3 separate regions of the Mus musculus genome follow, and regions 1 and 3 are each linked to region 2. The links are chromatin contacts, called in public HiChIP or PLAC-seq and promoter capture Hi-C maps. All regions are on one chromosome and are shown on one strand. Each heading gives the region's core, a stretch centred on a gene start, on an enhancer-like site or on the middle of the called end of the contact. The rest is flanking DNA. Distances are from core to core; before and after follow the strand shown.

Evidence for each region. Promoter capture Hi-C pulls out the DNA fragments that hold promoters and counts their contacts. HiChIP or PLAC-seq counts read pairs in DNA pulled down with a chosen protein or histone mark.
Region 1: a contact with region 2 is called in a FOXA1 HiChIP or PLAC-seq map of pancreatic cancer cells. The contact joins the promoter of Mpzl2 here to the promoter of C2cd2l in region 2. A contact is called at or near these places in 2 of 39 promoter capture datasets (liver and pre-B cells) and 1 of 115 datasets of contacts at active chromatin or transcription factors (pancreatic cancer cells).
Region 3: a promoter capture Hi-C map of pre-B cells shows a contact between it and region 2, with 2.3 times the contacts expected there. The contact joins the promoter of Atp5l here to the promoter of C2cd2l in region 2. A contact is called at or near these places in 3 of 39 promoter capture datasets (liver and pre-B cells), 1 of 484 Hi-C or Micro-C datasets (embryonic stem cells) and 1 of 9 other capture datasets (pancreatic islet).

What each region holds. Positions count from the first base shown.
Region 1 is chr9:45,040,049-45,045,143 of GRCm38.p6, reverse strand. It overlaps Mpzl2 (myelin protein zero-like 2), which reads right to left and starts at 2,800. Exons shown (of 6, transcript NM_007962.4): 1 at 2,350-2,800; 2 at 1,278-1,444; 3 at 781-991. The coding sequence starts at 2,407.
Region 2 is chr9:44,318,371-44,323,223 of GRCm38.p6, reverse strand. It overlaps C2cd2l (C2 calcium-dependent domain containing 2-like), which reads left to right and starts at 2,942. Exons shown (of 14, transcript NM_027909.2): 1 at 2,942-3,689. The coding sequence starts at 3,336.
Region 3 is chr9:44,917,371-44,922,237 of GRCm38.p6, reverse strand. It overlaps Atp5l (ATP synthase, H+ transporting, mitochondrial F0 complex, subunit G), which reads left to right and starts at 1,496. Exons shown (of 3, transcript NM_013795.5): 1 at 1,496-1,628. The coding sequence starts at 1,577. It overlaps Gm30934 (a long non-coding RNA gene), which reads right to left and starts at 1,511. Exons shown (of 2, transcript XR_379340.4): 1 at 1,121-1,511; 2 at 1-1,010.

The sequences.
Region 1 (5,095 bases), core at 1,551-4,050, 720 kb before region 2:
ATGACTCCGCCGTTAAGAGCACTGGCTGCTTTTCCAGAGGTCCTCAAGTCAATTCCCAGCATTCACATGGTCAGTCATAACCATCTGTAACTCCATTTCCAGGGGCTCTGACACCCTCTTCTGGTTTCCAAGGACACCAGGCACTTCAGTGTTACACAGACATATATGCAAGCAAACCACCCATGCACATAAAATAACGATCTTAAAACTGTTTTTAAGAGAATTTTTTTAAAAAATGTACAGCATAAAGCCCCTGACAGTGGGGAGTCCTGAGTAAACACTGGTGACTATTATGGAGAATGTGTCAGGATTAAATGAGCTAGAGTATCAAGCACTTTGGGCTGTGCCTAGCACACCAGGTACCCAATAAGCATCTTGAATAAATGAAAGGATGAACAGGCCTATTGTGAGTGTCTTTATCAGTCACTTCCTGTCCTTTCTACAACCTCAAGGCCATTCTTGTACAGATTCCTCAGATTTCTTTGTATTATTTTGTCTCTTTCCGTAACCAAACAAAGTCTTTATTTTTTCACCCCAGGACTCCTCAGTCTCTGAAGTTCCCAGCTCTGAAGACCTAAAGCCTTTCCTCCTCTCCCATCCAGCTTCACAAAGGATGGCGTGCGTGCGTGCGTGCGTGTGTGCGTGCGTGCGTGCGTGCGTGCGTGTGTGTGTGTGTGTGTGTGTGTGTGTGTGTGTGTGTGTCAGTCAGAGAGACAGACAGACAGAGAGAGACAGAGAGAGAGACAGAGCGAGAGAGAGATTTCACTTCCCAAAACCTACCAGTGTGCACAACGCTGAGCCGGATCGTCCCAACCAGACCATCAACATCAGGTGGATTCTTCACCTGGCAGGTGTATGTCCCATTGTCGTCAAACTGCAGCTTCCAGAGCAAGATGGAGACGTCATATCGCTCGGGGTTTCCGTCCCAGACCACCCGGTCTTTGAACCGTCCGCTCATGGGCCTGAAGGGGTCCATGTGGTAGTAGAATACCTACAGAGGAGAACGGATCATCTTTCCTTCTCTATCCCGGGCAGGAGGCCGAGATGGGGGCGGGGGGTGGGAAGAGAAGCATCATTAGGTCTAACCAATGATCCAGCTCCTTGGAATATTCTCTGGCTTCCCTTTTCTTAGACCTGTTACTCTCTGTCCCAAGAACTGGGTCCCCACTTAACCCCACGCATGCGCCGAACATGGGAAAGATGGGGGGCGGGGGGGAAGGATTGCCACAATGCATTCTTGTCAAGAGTCCTCTGGAAGGTGACAAGAATCTACTTACAAACTGCTCACGACCCCCATCTCGAGGTCGGAAATTCCACGTCACAGTTAGCGCATCTCCCACAGGGGCAAAGCTGGAGAAAGTGCATTTTAACCGAACATCTGTCCCGTTGACTGCCTCCAGGGCCCCGGAGGTGTAAATTTCCACAGCTTCTGTAGGACAAAGGGCTGCAATGGAGGGAAGGAAGAGGTTAACAGTGGTGTATCATTGAGAAAAAAACGCTGACACTTTCCAAGTAAGCCAACCTTCAAATTCACTTCACCAGGAGTCTACATACTCCTGCCTGCACACAGCTTTGACCCTCCCATCCCGAGGGCCAATTAGAGGTAAAACTACCTGGTGTTCTCACTTTCTTCACAGCCTTACCGCACCAATTTCAGAACTATAACCAGAAACTACAAACATCAGCAAAGGAGATGGAAAGAAGAAACAAAAATCCAAACGTTGGTCAGACGTGGCGTATTACGATCAAGCAACACAGTATGTTTTTTTGTTTTGTTTTGTTTTGTGGAAAAAAGAAGTCTCCAAGCAGGGAAGTTTTCCTACATGTAGACTTGGGGCTGCTGCTAGCCTGCAGGTCAATCCACCCCAGCAGTTGCGCTTGCCTGCACCCCTGGAAGCCTTACACCACGTGGCTTATTTACAAGTCTGGTACGTGCATTGGTTGGGACAGCTTCAAAACCACAGCGGGACTCTCGCTCTGACAATCCAGGTTTGCTCTCTGGTGCTGCAGGGAGTCGCAGACAAAATCCTCCCACGGAAATCCAAGGGCCAAATCTAGCCAGCAGCCCGAGGTTGAGAGCAGCCACACAAAGATGGTGTGTAACCTGAGATCAGAAAGCCCTCTGTGTGCCTCAATCACGGGCGGCCAAACACACCTAAACCTGTTTGCCCAAAGTACTGCCCCAAAGCAACCCACCGAACTGAAGTTTCGGCGAAGTCTGGACTAGAACGAATTGCAGTTGGGGCACGATCTCCCAACGGAGCCCTTGAGATTTCTTCAAGCCATGAGCTCTGTCTTTACAGAATGGGCGGCAATGGTAGAAAATCCTAGAAGCCCGCCAGTTCTTACCTGTGAGCTGTAAACTCAGGAGAAGTGGAAGCACAAGCGCGGGGCTCTTGCCATACATCAGGGAAAGCCAGTCGTGGCCCCAGAGGCCAAACCCGGCAGACCCAGGACTCCAGCACCCAACCAAGGCCAAGGCTAGGACGAGCAGGCGGCACAGTTTACCCACGGAGAGGTCCGAGTCCCTCACCTATGGGAAGGCGCACAGCGGAGCCAACCAGTCGTGACTCATCCCGCCCCGGCCGGTACAGCTCTGGAATGAAAGGTGGGGCCTCCGCACCCAGCGCCCTCCTCCTGATTCTCCCTCCCGCCCCTCTCCACACTCCAGCCCTCTGCGCAAAGGTCTCAGACTCTGCGGTCCTCTCTTTACTTTTCCGTTCATCTGACCGAGCCCTGGCCTCCGGATGGCCTCACAAGCAGCCAGAGGAGGTGGTGCCAGTTTGAAATGTCCCAGACTGCTCTGAACTTGGCCCACACACACCCTTTTAAAACAGACTTTAGTCTTGCCTAGGAAGTGAACATTGAAAGTTTTGCAGTGATTCCTGTCCTTGGAATCAGCCTAGGGCCTGACTCACCGCACCCATCAGTTCTGGGAATTCCTTGAGACCCTCTGGTGTGAACAGGCTCTCCTGAGACTCAGCAGAAAGAAACCAAGTCTCAATGCTGGTTCCTTTCTCAGCTCAGAGCAACTCCCCTGCTCCTTTCTCCCAGCTTAGGGCAGTTTGCAAAGGACTTTTCTGGGCATCCTTTTCTCTCCACAATCCTATGGAAAGGAATACCATTTTAACAGCGTAAAGAGTAACCTCTTAGAGCCTGGCGGTGGCGGCGCACACCTTTACTCCCAGCACTTGGGAAGCAGAGGCAGGCGAATTTCTGAGTTCTTTCTGAGTTCGAGGCCAGCCTGGTCTACAGAGTGAGTTCCAGGACAGCCAGGGCTACAGAGAGAAACCCTGTACTGGAAGGAAAAAAAAAAAAAACGCTCAGGAGGGAAGCAATTGCCCATAATCTTTGTGTGTTCTATGTTATTGTTTGAGACTGTCTCACCATGTAGCCCAGGCTGGACCTTGAAGTTGGGGAGTCACTGCCCAGCTTTGGCAATACTCAGGACTAAACTCATGACCTTGTACTTACTAAGCAAGTGTTCTGGCACGGAGCTACACCCACAGCCCCATGGGAAGCTTCCTGACTTGCGTGAGTTCCCTGCCCACAAACCAAAAGCCTGATAGGGGTGATCAGTGAACTCTCAAGGAAAAGAAAACCTTTCCTGTGCCCCAGATTTCAACTGCCATTTTGAGGACAGCCACCTATCTGAGAGGCCTGAAACGCGGAGATAAAGGGCTTCATCTGGTAAGAGGCACAACAGCAAGCTGGCAAACAGAGGCAACCAAGACCGAATGCAGTTAAAAAGTGGGTGGAGGCTACGACATAAGTATTGGCACCAAGCCAAGGAGCCTGGCCACCTGAGTCCGGTCTAAGGAACCCACGTGGTAGAAGGAGAGAATCAAACCCTGAAAACTGCCTTTTGACCTACACACACACACACACACACACACACACACACACACACACATACACACACACGCGCGCGCGCGCGCTATGGTGCACATGCACACATGCAACAGAGAGACAGAGACACGGGGTGGGGGAGGGGAGAGGGAGGGAAAGACTAGTTAAAATGTAATTTAAATTTTTAAAGAAGTAAGCTAGATGGGGGATGGGACACTGAATACAATTGAATCGCCCTTATCCCTGGATTAGCTATCTAGAAACTATTCCGTGATCCGTACCACAGTCTTCTATCTGAACCCCGGTAAAAAGGGTGCTGCTAGGAGGGAAGCAAGGGCCAGACTGGGTAGAAAAATAAAGAAACGTCAGGCTAGGGGTCTAGCAGCTCAAGGACAAAGTGAGTACCCAGGACCCTGGGTCCTATCGAGCAGGCGATAAAATAAAAGCATTCCACCCAAAGAGGGGTAAATTACTGACATGAAGGAAAAAGAAAAGTGTGGAGGAGAGATGGAACAAACGGGCAGACACTCGCCCAAACCTACTCATTACTCTGGGGAGCGCAGGGGCTGCCCCAGAGGGAGGTCAGCTGCGTGCTGGCACCAAAGCGCTCCTGTAATGAGTGTCTGGCTCCTTCGCCAGCCTCTAGGACCTAGAGTCTAGGTGATTCTGAGCAGCCCAAACTGAAAATTCTGGGTTGCTGAGTGGCACTTACATGGTGGGCAGATGTAGCCTTCCCTGTAGGTAGGTCAGAAAAGGGTCAGCTCCAGGAACCCCGGGAGTAGGGAGGGGGGCGAGTTAAAGAAAACTTCATCTTGGTTGGCTTTCGACTTTGCAGAGAAACGCCATTCCAAACAGACAGAGCCAGGGAAAGGTTAAGTTGACAGCAAATTGCAAAATTCAGTGAGAGGTGGAGTTAACCGAAGAACACTCTGAAACAGCAGGTGAGGAATCAGGGCAGGAGGCAGTGAACAGAATAGAAAGCTTGTTGTCCAAGCAGAGGAATTCCTCCCCAGTCACCAGATGCCCTGAGAGCTGGCAGCCAGCCTTGCTCTGAGGGGCACAGCTGCCCGGATCCCATTCCTCAGCCCAGGTCAAGTTTTTGGCTTTGTGTTCAGCAACGCCCAGTTCCTTCCAGTTAACAGGAGAGGCTCCAACTATCTCACTGTTCCCACCCTGGGCGAAGAAGGAGACTGAGGGTTGAACCTGTTAAGAGAAAATGGCAAATAAAAAGAGCATTCATTGCCCC
Region 2 (4,853 bases), core at 1,693-4,192:
CCTAACTTCAGTAGGTCTCCTTTTTTCTTTCCTCCTTTCTTCCTTTTTAAAAGATTTTATTTATTTTATGTATATGAGTACACTGTAGTTGTCCTTCAGACACACCAGAAAAGGGCATCAGATCCCATTACAAATGGCTGGGAGCCACCATGTGGTTGCTGGGATTTGAACTCAGGACCTCTGGGAAAGCAGTTGGTGCTCTTAACCGCTGAGCCATCTCCCCAGCCAGATAGGTCTCCTTGATGCAGCCTTTCTCTTTTTGCAGTGCTGGGGGCAGAACCAAGGGTCTCATGCACGTTAGGTCAGGCATCTCCCACTGAGCCCTATCCTAAACCCTATCAGACTATTTTCCATTGAGACATCTTAAGAGGGGTTCTTACATATCCTGGGCTGAGCTTGAATTTACTAAGTAGACCATATGGCCAGCCTGACCTTGAACGTCTGATCTTTCTACCTTGTTTCCCCTCTTCCTGTGGGGTGAGTTACAGGTGTGTACCACCATGCCTAGTTTATGTGACGCTGGCGGTCAAACTCAGGCCTTTGTTTCTGCTAAGCCAGCACTTTACCAATTGAGCTAGGCTTCAAGCTCCTAGATAACTGAGGTAGGGGTATATGGTACACCTTTTCAATCCCAGCATTTGAGAGGCAGAGGCAGGGGGATCTCTATGAGGTCAAGAGCAGCCTGATCTACATAGTGAGTTCCAAGCCAGCCAGTGAGACCCTGTTCCAGAAAACAAAAGCAAAACAAGAAAAACGTGACCACTGGAAAATCTCTATGGTGTAAGACTCTCCTAAGTGATGTAGGGAACACAAGGATAAGAAGAACTGAGTTGCTTCCTTCACAGAATAACTCAGCATAATTGAGATACATTCGTTGAGAGGAAGAGAGATGATTGGGACATCAGTTCTAGTCTGAGTTTCCTGATGAGTTAAACAACGCGCTCATATAAACACTCAGCTAAACCATAAAGCAAAATGAAATAAGTGCCCAAAGGCTAAGTAATTGGTGGAAGAGAGATGTGGAAACCAGAGAGATCCAGCTGGATCTGGAAGAACAGGACCAAGTGTCCAGTGAAAAAATTGAAGAAATAAGCCTAAGATTGTAGATAACGGACTCTTTTTTTTTTTTTTTTTGACACAAGGTGTTAATGTATAGCTTTAACTGGCCTAGAACTCACTATTTAGACCAGGCTGCCTTCAAGTAATAGAGATCAGCCTGCCTCTGCCCCCTCCCTGACCAAGCTCTGGAACTAAAGGGATACACCACCATGCCTGGCTTTCCTGTATATTCCAGGCTGACCTTGAATTCAGTCCTTACTTAGCCTTCATAGAGCGGGGCATACAGGTGAGCCCTCCCACTCACTGCCAGAGAAGAGAGTTCTGCAGAGGAGAAGAACCAGCGTTCCTCAGGAAGGAATCTTGGTGGAGAAGAACCTTGCATTACGACAATTTCCTGCATCACTGGGTTCCTTGAACATGGATTTTCTTCCTGCTGACTCCTTTCTCCTAGGTTATATCCCAGCGTTCTCTCCTTCCTTGGCTCCATGTCTTCTGTTCCTAGATTAATGATGGAGATTCTAGTGATCTCCATTAGTTTTGGAGCTCGCTGTGGATGGTTAGGGTCACAGCAATGTTGCCTCACAATCTCACCTCTGTCTATCACCCCTTGCAGTAAAATCAGGCTATCTCAAGCTACATACCCTTTCCTCTTCTAGATCAGACAGCTCTGTTGCTGACAGCCATTTTTTTTTTTTTTTACCTACCCCTAGACCTTATATTGTTTACTCTCATGGGCTTGTTCCTTAGACAAATGGATTTGAAAGATATTTAACATCACATCCTATCTTGTGCGCAGAAGAAATTGTGTCAGACACCTCACCATATATATGTCTCTTGAGAAAAGAATTGCCCCTAATCTTTTTTTATAGATACCTTCCCCTGGCCCCAAGAAACAAAGATGAGCTCCAATCTTATGAGGATCTAGAGAAAAGGGTACATCCAGAGGTTGTAAATTGTGCAGTCTTCCTGGAACACCATTTCTTCGGAGTTGGCTGGGATATTACATATTTGGTGTGTGGGATGGGGTTTGGTTGTGATGCGCTCTCACCCAGGCTGGTTTCAAACTCCTTGGCAAAGGTATCACCCTGTTTCAGCCTCCTAAGTAGCTAGGACGACAGTCAGGTGGCACTACACGGGATGCCACATATTTGGATGAGAGACTTTTGACCAAATCTATTGATAGTCCAGTGCTACAATGCTAGCTCCCCTTTTCATTGCCATCCCTTCTACACGTGCTCCACAGGCAGGAGCTGTTACTATGGAAATGTATTATTTTTAAAAACAGACTCAGCCTTGGGCTTGGGAAATATCTCGAGAACAAACCCACGCAAGCAAGGTTAATAGGGGGTTCCTGAATCCTAGCTCCAAGGGGAAGGAGGACGATGGTAGTGTTCTATTCCCAACCTTTATCACGTTAAGCTTCATTTTTCTCGCCGCCGTTGACATTAGCTGGGTTTTGTCAGGCACTTCTATCTGGGAGGGACACCTTACTCCCTCTTCACCCAGTGCCTAGCTAGCTTCAGTCAAGGAGTAAGACCAGAAGCTGCTGAGCCAGGAGGTGTTAAAAGTGAGTGGTGATTTCCACAGGGACTAATTTTTAACCTACAGGCGTCCAACCCATAGAAATCTAAGAAACGTAGGGAGAACCAGGCGTCATCTCAGATAAGTGAAGTTCCCTTGCCTGGTACTGAAGGGGTGCACAGGGATTTCAGGACGGGGCGGAACAGCTAAAGACTCCGCCTATTCTCATCCCGGAATCCTCTACGTGTGCAACTCAACCCTCCCCCACTCCACCCTCCTCTAGCTCTGAGCGGCGGGTTAGCTCAGCCCCGCCCGGTGAGGGCGCGGCTCCTTTAAGGGCGGGTGGGGGCGGGGCGCCGGCGGTGTTGTCAGTGTCAGTTCTGCGCACGCAGCCCTCCCGGAGCCGGTGCCGGCCCGCGAGCCCCGGTATCTCTGCAGGCTGGTCCCTGCCCGGGTCCGGCGGGGCCCCACGCCGTGGGAGGAATCGGGTGATAGCTGGAACCTAGCTGGGGTCACACCGCCGGTGTTAGGGATCCAGATCTCTGGCTACGGAGACAGAGCTCGAGCGTCGCGACCCCGGAGGACCTCTTCTCCATCCGTGGCACCCACTGGTCCTGGAATCTCGGCGGCGCCGGAGAGCCCCGGAGCCCGCGCGCTCAGCCCCGGGGGAGCTCGCCCACGCCCCACGGTCCATCCGGGCCATGCTCCCCCGGGGCAGCGGCTGAACCCGAGCCGGGACCCGAGCCCGCGGGAGCATGGATCCGGACTGGGGGCAGCGGGATGTGGGCTGGGCGGCCCTGCTGGTTCTCTTCGCCGCCTCGCTGATCACGGTATTGGGCTGGATGCTGCAGTATGCCCGGGGTTTGTGGCTGTCGCGAGCCGATGGGGGCCGAGACTCCCGACCTGCCTCAGCTGCTGAGCCCGGGGGTTCACTGCGCGAGCTGGGTGTGTGGCGTTCGCTGCTGCGTTTGCGGGCGACCCGGACCAGCACCCCCGAGGAAGCCGGCGTACGGGGCCTCCTGGCTTCGCTCTTTGCCTTCAAGTCTTTCCGGGAGAACTGGCAACGGGCTTGGGTGCGAGCCTTGAATGAGCAGGCCTGCAGGGACGGGGTGAGTTGCACTGAGCCCCTGTGTCGTCCCTTCAGCTTTGCCTTCTAGGGAAGAGCTTGCTCATGTTAGGAGGGCTGGATTAGAGCTGGGGATCAACTGGAGAACCCTCCAGCTTTCTCTTTCAGATCAGAGAAGAGCGTGCAGGTTAGACTGGGGCTTGTAAAGAAGTCCAGTTATATACCAAATTTTCTATTTTTGTGAGCAAGGTACTCTGGTTCTAAACCCAGCACAAGTTACTGTTCTCATAGCAACGCTAATCCGTGTGCCTTAGGGCACTTCCGCCTAGACTGGCCTGGTTGGGCCAAGGGAGACAGGTGCACCTGCAGAAGGAATTTGCCTGGTCCTCATGCCACCACACCCAGTTAAGATTTCAGGCTCCCAAACCCTGGTGGTCAGGTAGAGCCCCCACGGTAACTGAATCATCTCTCCATATTTTAGTAATTTCACTACTACAGTCCTCCAGGCTGGCCTGCAGTGTAGTGTTAAAGGAAAGTAGTTTAGTTAAAGGGCATATTGATAACCTGCGTCCTTTCTAATGCATGAACTTGGGCTGCCCCTTCAGGGTCGCTCATAAACCAGAGCAGCCAGCCACCTCCACCCGTTGCACCCTGGGCATCTGGCCTCCCAGGAAGTGGGCAGGAATCAGAGTCATGAGACTGAGGTTGGGTGGAAGGCAGAGGTCTCCCATTTCTGGACCATTTCCCTTCCTGGCCATCAGACTATCAGCTCCTTGTGGAAACAGGTCTTTCTCTGTTTCCAGCCATAAGAGCTTGGAGGCTTTGCCCTATTAATCCAGATGCCTAGAGACTGAAGTGGCCCCCAAGAAGTTCTCCTGTTTCCTCTTGTCAGCTGGCCAGCTGAAAGCCAGATGACATCTGTCAGTTTATACATTGACCCTACCCCTCCAACCTGGCTCTTCCTGTACCTTGTCCCTGGGACAGCTGACTCAGCTGGACATTGGCCTCTCCTGCAGGGGGAGGAGAGAGGGGAACTAAGCACTCATCTCCCCAACTGGCATGACTTTTGAAGAAGAAAGCTGCCACCGCAGGGAAGTTTGCTAGGGAAAGTGAATGAGCTCTGTGCATTTTGTTTTCTCTATCTCAAGCCTGCAGGACATACCCAGCCCAGGCTGTGCCCCCTTCCTCAGGTAGTTCTTCTACCCTG
Region 3 (4,867 bases), core at 247-2,746, 600 kb before region 2:
TTTAAGGAAGAGGTCCCACCATTCCCAAACAAACTCCTCTGCCTTCTTTGCTGTCTCCCTGTCCTGGACTCCTGAGCTCCACCTTCCTCTTGGGTTGTCTGACTTATATTCTCTTGCTTCCATATTTCTTCATTGCTGCAATCTGGTTTCTAAGGGTTTGAAACCTTTTCTAGTTAATGTCACAGATGTTCATACTCATAATTAGCTGGCCTGTCTTACCTCGGTCCAGACTGGCCTGTAACTTCCAATCTTCAGGCTCCTGTATGCTGGTATAATGTGGGTTTCAGGTTATCTTTCCTGCTTTAATTTGACTTCACTGTCTAAGGCAGCATGTCTCTCCCTCACTGATTCCTTGATCCCACTTCTAACTTTTCTAACCACCCCATGAATTTTACTTCAGGTTTTTTTTTGTTTTGTTTTAAAAGATGTATTTATTATTATATGTAAGTACACTGTCGCTGTCTTCAGACACACCAGAAGAGGGCATCAGATCTCATCACAGATGGTTGTGAGCCACCATGTGGTTGTTGGGATTTGAACTCCTAACCTAAGCGCAGTCAGTGCTCATAATGCTGAGCCATCTCTCCAGCCCCTCAGTTTTTCTTCTAAAGATTGGGCTTTTCCAGAACTTGTTCTCCTCATCAAATGTTACTTTCCTACATAGTTTTTGGGTTTCCTGGTTTGTTTTTGTTGTTTTCATTCATAATGTCAAAGTTACAGCCTTTGGAATTTGTATATTTTCTTATACACCAAGAATCTCTACGCCTTCCCAGATCAGCACCACGCTTAACCTTATGTTCCTTTGCGTATTTATCTTGCAACTGACTCCTTCTATGACTATTTAGGAATCTTGGTCTCTAAGGGGATAATGCCCAAAGCATGCTTCCACCAAATTACAAAATGCCTGGCACAGTGCAACACCCTCAACACACATGACTTTCTTCCTCTTGTCCGCACAGCTCCTACTGGCTTGTTTGAAAAACCGGATTGGATCCCAATTCTGATACTGGCTGCGGAGGAAAACGGAATTATAAAAAGTCAATTAAAGAAGTCGGTGAATGGGTGAGTCACATAATGTAACGCCTATGTGGCCCCTTAAAGCTCCTATTTGACCTCAGACCTGCTATGCCTTTAAAGCGAACGTATAGGCCCACAAGCATCTTATGAAGCCCTCCAGCCTCGTTTTCCATGTTTTCTGAAAAGCTATAAAACTGCCGCAAGCTAATGTGGCGATCAAGCCAAGAAAACCAATAACGCATGCGCATTTCCCCCACTTCACCGATCTTCCGGACCAACATGAATAGCTGTCCCAAGTAATGCCTGCTCCCTGAGGAATCTCAGGATTCTTCACGTGTTATCGCGCCTCATTTTTTTTTATATCTAGGTTTTTACTTGGAGTGAACAAAGTAAACTGACTAATGAGATGCCACAAACAGGGAATCAATACCTATATGTTTTGAACAGGCACAGAGAGGGGCAGCCTGACCTTGGAAATGGGGAAGGGGTCCTGCCGCGGGTCCTTCCGGGGGTGACATTCAGCCGGCGGTTCGGGGAGACGTACCTTCCACCTTAGACCATGGCCAAGTTCATCCGTAACTTCGCGGAGAAGGCACCGTCGATGGTAGCCGGTGAGCGCAGCCCGGGAGAGGCTCGCGAGGGGAGGGATTGTGCTGCGGCACCAAGGGGCCGTGGGCGTCGGGAGGGCTTCCAGGAGGCCACTGTAAGGCCGCAGCCTCGCCTGGCCTGCCCGCGGCTGCTTAGAGCTCACAAGCTGCAGGGTCCTAGCTCGGCCGGGGAGCGAGTGGGTCGTGTAACTCTGCCCGGCCTCACTCCGCCGCGAACGCCGTGATGCCCCCTTACCGTGCCGGGAGAGTTGGGAAGGGAGGTCGGTAACAGGGGAGAGAGAGGTCACACATCAGACCTCATAGCTGGTCTGCGTCTCAGCGAAGTATTTGAAAGCCATCAGAAATTTTAAAGACGGGTGAGAGATCTTTGAAAGTTATGTTTGCTTACCATCCTGGTTAGAGCCTAGAGAATTCTGCGTCCGATGAAGGGAATTTGGAACGTAGGGGTGAATATCCCCTCCCCAGTCAGCACAGAAAGCGACGCCTGTCAGCAGTCGTCTTCAGAACCTTGGCTTGGCATTCGTGAGGTTGTTTTGTTTGAAAATTCTGATAGACCGCGGTCTCTCAGATAAACACTGAGTAGTTATAAGCCTGAGCAGTATGTTCAATCGATACAGTTCTCTTCTGAGTAGAAAATTACTGTATTTTTGAAGCAGGAGATTAAGTTTACAATTTCTTCTTTTCTGTATTGTATTAAGTGGTTGAAGGTCCTATTTCCAAATGTTCAAATTTGGTTATGAAATGTGAATTGAAGGTGGATTTTTTTTCAAAGATTTATTTATTTTACTTATGTGAGTACACTAGCTGTTTTCAGACACACCAGAGAAGGCCATTGGATCCCATTACAGATGGTTGTGAGTCACCATGTGGTTGCTGGGAATTGAACTCAGCACCTCTGGAAGAGCAGCCAGTGCTCTTATCCGCTGAGCCATCTCTCCAGCCCTCTGAGGTGGAATTTTAAAAACTTGTAATTTTGAGCTTTCCAACCTGTTTGCATATTTAGTAATTCTTTTTTTTCTCCCCTTCATCACCAGCTAGTGAGCTATTTAAACCCTTAAAGTGCCAGCCAGAGTCTATAAATACTGGATTCCTTCCTATGGAACCTGAGGCTGCCAATAGCTGTTTTCCAAAGAATTTCCTTAGTAAAAAATCATTAGGTGATCTGAAGCAACGTACTACAATTTTTACACCAATACAACCAAAAGGCTTTGACGTTTGGACTTTGATGGTTTGAGGTGCTATTTTTAATATTTCGTAGAGAGTATTTTTCCGGCCGTATGACTTTTGCATCTTTTAGGTAGCTTGTATTCAGAAATTTAAAACTGATTTTATTGATGAAATCCAAAATGAAAGACATTATCAAGGTAAACTTTGGTCAAGAAACAACATAAAACCTTTCCACTGTTGTAACTGTAAGATAACTTGTTCTGCCAGAAGTACTGAGACCTGAGGGCTCTGAGGGAACAGAAGGTTACGTAGACTGTGCTCTGCAGCATAGGCTGGGGCTTTTTTTTTTTTAAGATTTATTTATTTATGTATGTGAGTACACTATAGCTGTCTCCAGACACACCAGAAGAGGGCGTCAGATCCTATTACGGATGGTTGTGAGCCACCATGTGATTGCTGGGGATTGAACTCAGGACCTTTGGAAGAGCAGCCATCTCTCCAGCCCAGGCTGGTGTATTAAGTGTGAATGTTAAAGTATTTGATACTGACTACTGACTAGATCTTTCAGTTCCCTAGGGCATGTAGCTAGAGAAAGAAGTCAGTAATTATTATCATAGTTCCCCCAGAAAGGTGAAAGTCTATTTTTTTGTTTTGTTTTTCTTTTCCCTTAACTAAGCTATAAATTTTACTTATGTTTCACCCGCTTTTCCATTCATATATTTTGAGTCTACAAATATAGGATATTACCTTAGAACTAGTTTCTTGTGTCTGCAATCTCCCCTTTCTTATATCTGATCTCTACTTTCATGATTTGGCCACTTGGAGGTGTCTGCCTGGATATTTTGAAGAATGTTCTCCAAACTGGTTATCTTGGGTTTCTCTAATGATTAGCCTGGAATTAGGGATTTTAAGAACAAGAACCACAGGGGCTGGAGAGATGGCTCAGTGGTTAAGAGCACTGACTGCTCTTCCAGAGGTCCTGAGTTCAATTCCCAGCAGTGACATAGTGGCTCACAGCCATCTATAATGGGATCCGATGTGTATTCATAGAAAATAAATCAATCTTTAAAAGAAAACAAAAAAAAGAACAAGAACCGCCAGGCGCACGCCTCTAATCCCAGCACTGGGGAGGCAGAGGCAGGCAGATTTCCGAGTTCGAGGCCAGCCTGGTCTACAGAGTGAGTTCCAGGACAGCCAGGGCTACACAGAGAAACCCTGTCTCAGAAAAAAAAAAAAAAAAAGAAAAGAAAAGAAAAGGAAAAAAAGAGCAAGAACCACAGAGACAGATCACCCTGATGACATATTAAGAGATCTGTGGTATTCATGCCATCTATTGAGCTGACAAGGTCTTCCACTATAAAACTACTGCTTGCACTTTCTGCACTTGTTTTTATTTTTTGGAGGTGTCATACATTTGTGTAACAACTTTTATAATCATTTTCATGTGCACACCTCCCTCTCCTGGAATTCTCAGCAAATCCACCTCTTACCTCTATCCCCCACCCCTCAGAAAAGATCATTATAGCGACATACTGGTAGTGACCAGCCTTATGTGTCTACACCCATTCTTTACAAGCAAGTTACCAGAGCAGGAGGGGTGAGTCCATTTTCTACATATAGTAAGTGGAATTTTGTGAGGAAGATCTATCTTACTCAATTTCTCTCTTTCTCTCTCCCTCTCTCCTGTTATTTTAATTGTATATTGCACTGGCTCTTTTACATTCACTTCATACTTCTTGTATCTAATTCTATGTCGTTTACTGCTGAGATTGTGCCCACCTTGGCAGTCTGTAGATCTTTTACGTTGGTACCTCTGCCCTTTTGGCATGCCTTCTTAGTTTTTGGTTCTACATCATAAGTCATCTTTTTATCTTTTTTCTTTGCCCAGCCTTACTTAGCCTTGACCATTTCTCCAAGGAGCCTTGGTACCTTTTATTAAACAATGGAATTCACAAATTACCGTCTAGGATCTGGGTTTGTTCCTTGCTGCTAGAGTCCATTTCAAAGTCCTCTCAGTGGACAGGTGTCTGAATTTAGTTTCATTTGCTATGATAAAACACCATGACTGGGCTGGA